Regions from separate parts of the Sus scrofa genome. Here region 2 is linked to region 1. Evidence: chromatin contacts called from public HiChIP or PLAC-seq data. All regions are on one chromosome and are shown on one strand. Each heading gives the region's core, a stretch centred on a gene start, on an enhancer-like site or on the middle of the called end of the contact. The rest is flanking DNA. Distances are from core to core; before and after follow the strand shown. Region 1 overlaps ATXN1 (ataxin-1). Region 2 overlaps ATXN1 (ataxin-1).

Region 1 (2,921 bases), core at 365-2,864:
GAGCCTGCAAAATGGTCTTCAAACGATGTCTGCATCCTTTTGGAGGCTTTTCTGAGCTCTTCCGCAGGCACCTATTTTGAAAGCCCATTGGAAGGTTGTCACTCCCATTCTCTAACCACAGTGACTGCATCCTCCTGGTAACTCTAAACCCTCTAGGAATCGCCAAAGGTCCTGAGGCAACTGCCAAAGATCTCATCATCAAATGACACCACTGTAAGAGAGAGGGTACACTTTTTGTGCCTCACTGGTGGCTGAGTGAATAATCAATTCCTTGAAAGCCTTCTGAAGCTATGACTTTATAGAATGTGCGCTGTTTTTTAAAAGGACTTTTGGGGGGTTGTGAGTACCTGGTTCAAATCATGTAGGCACTTCAAGATTTCGAGGAGGGGCCCGAGAAAGCCACTGCTGGTTAATGTTTAAACAAGTGAGTGGAGTCTAAGGCCATGATATTTTCAGTCTAGCTAGAAGAGCAACTGCCTGAAAATGGCAAAGGCTTTTTTGTTTTCTTGATGCCATCAATACCCACTGAAAGTGGGGTTGTTACAATTTTATTAGTTTTTCCTAAGCAGTTTTCATGAAATGTAATTGGGCTCCCACTCAAATGTGTAACAGTAACATATTGATACAAATCAACTCCAGCCAGGAAGTTCAAAGCATGACAAACCCTCTTTAGTTTACAGTTTTGGTAAAAACAGAATTTGGAGAGAGAAGGATTTAAGCGGGCCCACTGAGAGTTGTTGGCTGCTATCAATCTTCTTTTACTAAAAATAAACTGCTGCATTTCTCTGATTTGTTACCAGCTTTAGGTCCTGGTATTTTAGAACTGGAACTGTCTGTGTCACCTAGTCCAAGATTCTTCTGCGAATAAAGCTGCTGACCCAGAGAGGTTGATGGACCTCTTAAAGCCACACAGCAAATTAATTGATGTTTGATTAGACTCTGGGTTTAGTCACTCATGCCAACCAACTCTATTATTTTATTAGTAAAGTATAGTTGATTTACAATGTTTCATCAAGTTCACCAATGCCAACAGACTCTTAATGGACATAATGTCACTGAATGGAAAGGAATGCGCTGGTTTGAAAAGTTTACCAGAAGCACAATACTTTCTCATAGCATCCTTTCTCTCTTTTTCTGTCTATTTTTTGCCCTAAAAAATTTTCATTTCTGGATTATATTCTTGCCACCGAGTAAAGCAAAATTATCTGGGAGAGGTATATATTATGAACTCCAGGCCCTTCTCTGGCTGCCAATGCCAGGTGTCCAGAGGAGTAAGACTTAGACTCTTTGCAGAGGAGAGGAAGAAAAAAAAAGACTCATCTAAGAGACCAGATTTTCCATTCTTGTCTCTGTGGATGTGGGTAAGTTGGAAGTGATTCACTTTGTGATTTATGGCTGACCCTCAGTTATACATAGAGCAATAAGCAGGAGAAAAATTTTTATCAAAAGAAAACCACTGAAAATTCTACACACCTCCTTTTAAGCAAATATTGCAGTACACGTTCCTGCTCCAGCAAACTTTTCAGCAGTGCTGCTCATCACCCACAAAACAAACTGGCTGGAGTTTAATCTCCTTTGCCTGCCGGGTTCTTGTTTGCCAGTTGAAGTTATAAATAGAGATAAGACTAAAAGTCCAGAAGGGAGAAAAGAACACCAGAGGCCTAGAGCATTCATTGATATGCCTGAACACTGAACGCGAGTTACGTAAACAAGGATTTCGCTCCAGATGACATCCTTACAGGCTTTTAAAATTTGATAAGCATTTTTGTGATAATTTTCTTCGAAGCAGCCAAAGCAGCAAAGTACAGAATACCAAAGTAAATCAAAACCAGCGGCCTCAAAGCCATGAGGGTTTGTTTTTGGTTGGGTTTTGTTTTTGTTTTTGTTTTAGGCTTAGTTTTGCAGCTAAGGGGATTTTTAAATTTAAGTCACCATCTCCTAAGCAGAATTAGTTCCTGACCTATCAGCTAAAGGGACATAAGTAAATGTTCTCCATAATGAGTTCCCAATGGTAATTCAAGTTGTTTTTATAGTTTCACGTGTAGAACTGAGTGTACCAAATCAAACACAAACACAAGTTTATCTTGTATGATCTATCAAGTGGATAGCTCTCCTAAAACTCAACAATTAGACAAAGATAGAAAGCGAGTGATAGGTTCACGATGGAATACCCCGTCAGTGGGGGAATGGGTGTTCCAACCCACAAATAGAACTGGAAAAGGAACCTTCCATTTACTTATTTATTTTTATTTTTAATTTTTGTCTTCGTAGGGCTGCACATGCAGCACATGGAAGTTCCCAGGCTAAGGGTTGAATCTAAGCTACAGCTGCTGGCCTCCACCACGGCCACAGCCAGGCCAGATGCTTATCCCACCGAGCAAGGCCAGGGATCACACCTGCGTCCTCATGGATACTAGTCAGGTTTGTTACCACTGAGACACAATGGGAACTCCTGAGCCTTCTGCTTGGAAAGAGATTTCCCCTCCCTTACACCACTTAGAAAATAAGTTACTGATAAATAAAACATATGAATATGTGTTTGCATAGATATACATTTATAAGCATTTATTATACATATATACATCATCATATACAATAAGATAGAGAAAAATAACGTTATGATCACAAAAAGCCTTATAGGCCATTGCAGAGGCTTTGGCTTATTACTTTAAGTAAAATAGGAAGACACTAGAGAATTTTGAATGGAGGAGGATGAGGATCTGCCCTGTGTTTTAAGGGATCACTCTGTCCATTGTGTGAAAAAGAGATTATAAAAGCACAGGGTTGAAAACACAAAGCCTACTTAGGCTACTGCAAAAATTCAGGTGAGACATGCAAAACATGGACCAAAGAGGTGACACCGGGGGAGGAGGCTGTGGGCCCTGGTGGAGTTCTGAATATATTTTGAAGGCCAAGTTGAC
Region 2 (3,021 bases), core at 442-2,941, 96 kb after region 1:
AAGAAATCAGGAAGTTGTAAAATCCGAACAGACACAGAGGAATTCAAGATCCAACAAACACTGGTTGCTACTGAACAAACAAGCCCGTCTCCCCACACACGGGCCACACTCCACCAAGAACCAAAAACGTGAAAACCTTGACTTAAGAGAGCTATTGGGGAGCAAAACATTTCTCACCGGCTTTCGGTACAAGGGACACAGCATATGGCCGGGCTCGAGCCCAACACACGACAATCAGCCACTGCAAAGTCAAACGTGGACCACTTCCTAAACCAAAGAAGTCAAAAAGAGAGATCCTTCGAATCCGAGTTTGAAAAAAACCTCGGCGATGTCTCCAATTCCCACACATACGGTCTGCAAAGATCTTCCACGGCTACAAAGGGCGCAAACGTGGCCAGTAGGACATCTTCCCACGTCAGGCTTTATCCTCGGATGGAAACTAGAGAGCAAGGCAAAACTCTCACCTGATGTGAGACACACTTCCCTGCCGCGGACGAGGAAGAGGGGACCGCCACCGCTGCCGCCACCGCCGCCGCCGCCGTCCGACGATGACAGACAAATCTGCAGCTTGAATGGGACACCCTGGCGATCTGCTGCACGATCGGCCTGCAAGGGTCCGGGGGATGCAGAAGAGGAAATCCAAAATGAAAAACAGAACACGTGGCCTTAAGAACCATTTCCACCTGAAGGCGTCCAAGCACTGACATCTAAATTTGAAGAACATCACGTTTTGCATGGTGTTCTGAGAATCACACAGCTACCAGCCAGCGCAAAAGGCAGGTCTGGTTCTATTCCATAGGGCTCGGAGGGAGGCCAACACACACAAAAAAAGGTCATTCCTTCAATCAAATTAAGAGCGTGGTCGCCCCATGTGCGCCAGCTACTGTCATGCTTTTCTGTAATGATTCTAACCAATCACCTCATAAACACATCAGAGTAATCACAGGACAATCAGGTGAAAATGGGCATGGATTGAATAGTAATTGAGCCAGAGTCTAATTTTCATGAGGCATATATTATACCATCAACATGCAACCTGAGGGAGAATCATGAAACACCACAGTTATTAGCACACCAGTCTAATGGGATAGAAAGAAAAAGAATCGAATGCAGGAAAAAAAAAAAAAATTTTAAGTATGCACAGACTCACTAGACTTTCCGCTAAACTGTCAATGATTTAATTACTGAATGTATGTCTACTTGACTTTCATTCTGCCACAACATCCTGTTCATGGTTAAGGAAAAATTACCCACTGTATGATGAATGAGTGAATCTGTGAATGGATGAATGAAAGAGAGAAAGAATCAAGCTTCCATATACCTTTCCATCAGGGAGCTTGGTGCTTGTAGTAGTTTTTGTGAGGTAAAGACCTACGCATAGAAATGGAAGAAGGTGAGGACTTGAACGGCTCACATAGGTGCCAGCCCTATCTCTTCAAAAAATATTTTAAAATACTGGTGGTTCCCAACTGTCCACATTACATGGAATCGGTAGCACTGTTATTATAAAAGACTCCCCCAACTGGTCATGGCTGGGCTGATTTTTTAGTCTTTGATTACTGGAGCTGATCTGCATATTTGTTTAGGCTGGTTTTAAATTTAGTTTGGGTTTCCTAAGCCCACGCCAGGTAACAGTAGGAAGGAGAAGGCCCAGGATTATATTGGGTGTCAGAAAGAAACTATTCTGGAGCTATGAATATGATCTCCAATGTGAATAATCTGTAAACAGGTAAGTGAGCCAATTATCCTTGGGTACATGGCAACACATCTCATGATTATTTTCATCCATACACACTCACTATTTTTAAGAGCACAGCCCAGCTGGAAAGGAAAATAATTTCGATTGCCTTCCAACACTTTTCAAAGTAATGAACAGTAGCCAAAATAGGCTTCCTTCAAGCTAACCCATTCACCAAGTATTTATTTAAGCATCTACTGCATGCCTGGGACCTAGAGGCAGAAGTAAGGTTTCTGGGCCTTGGTTTCCCCACAGGTAATCAGTAAGCGTTAAGGAAGAAGAAAGCTGTTCTGGACTGTAACATCCTTGAAGTCCTTAGCAGACACTATCCCTCCGTTAAGAAGTTTGTTGAGTTACAAATATAAATAGGGGTCACGTTAAATAGAAGCGCACAGAATTCCGTTTACTCTCACACAGTACATGTTTTAAGGGGTGGGGTGATCCTGGTGTTATCTAGTAACGTCGTTTTCAAATAAGGCATCAAAATACTTGATCATCATTTGTGAACAAGGTGCGGGGACCAGGGATTTGCAGAGTGCTTGCGTTATGAGCTAACAGTTGAGAGAGTGCTGGCTTGCAAATCGACGTGTGCACACACAATCCTATTTACATATCACCTGGCAGATAAGGTTTTATAGAGTCCAAATTACAGTCTCTGCTCAAGTGCAGAGAACAGTCAAACATGAGGCAAAGGCTGTAAAATATTAATTCACTCTCGCATTGGCATGCCTACTTATTTCAAAAGCACTTGTGTTGCTACACTAGTTAGAGTAATTAAGAGTTAAGACAACTTGCTGTGTTCCATCAGAGAAGAAACGCAAGAATAAAGGCAAAGCAGAGTGGATTTGTTGCAACAATAATATACGAGAAAATCGCTTACAGACTTATACAATACATATCCACTAAAGAAACGGAATACTTAATATTTTAAAAGCCCAGCAGAGCAACGTAACACAATATTACTAATAGTGGAATATTACTAATAGTGGAAGATTAAATGGCCTAAATAATACTAATGTGAAAGTCAGTAATGAGAAGAAAATATAGAAATAATATAAATACAGAAGATACTATAAATACTTCAGGGAGAGGAGGCCAAAGCTCAGGGTGTGATAAAGGACAATGTGCCATGCACAGTGACACACAAAAAAATTTCTTTGACTGTTAGAAGCGTAAATGTTTACAGCTCAGCAGCTATGACAATTAGCACTAAAAACTTCTGCTAAACAACTCGTTCAAACCGTGTCAGTTAAAGAGGACCTAAGTAGAGAAAAAGGAGTTCT

The links. HiChIP or PLAC-seq counts read pairs in DNA pulled down with a chosen protein or histone mark.
Region 2: an H3K27ac HiChIP or PLAC-seq map of skeletal muscle shows a contact between it and region 1. The contact joins two enhancer-like sites. A contact is called at or near these places in 1 of 5 promoter capture datasets (liver), 6 of 47 Hi-C or Micro-C datasets (embryonic fibroblasts, epiblast stem cells, heart right ventricle and 2 more) and 2 of 2 datasets of contacts at active chromatin or transcription factors (alveolar macrophages and skeletal muscle).

What each region holds. Positions count from the first base shown.
Region 1 is chr7:12,616,922-12,619,842 of Sscrofa11.1, forward strand. All of the region lies in intron 2 of ATXN1 (ataxin-1), which reads right to left. Among named protein-coding and RNA genes, the nearest start is that of ATXN1, 110 kb to the right of the region's middle. Within about 2 kb of position 1,615, at least 5 of the 83 cell types and tissues checked have an H3K27ac peak or open chromatin away from gene starts, as enhancers often do. A contact at or near this core is called in skeletal muscle, where this site is marked.
Region 2 is chr7:12,713,265-12,716,285 of Sscrofa11.1, forward strand. It overlaps ATXN1 (ataxin-1), which reads right to left. Exons shown (of 8, transcript XM_021099774.1): 2 at 465-606. Among named protein-coding and RNA genes, the nearest start is that of ATXN1, 16 kb to the right of the region's middle. Within about 2 kb of position 1,692, at least 29 of the 83 cell types and tissues checked have an H3K27ac peak or open chromatin away from gene starts, as enhancers often do. A contact at or near this core is called in skeletal muscle, where this site is marked.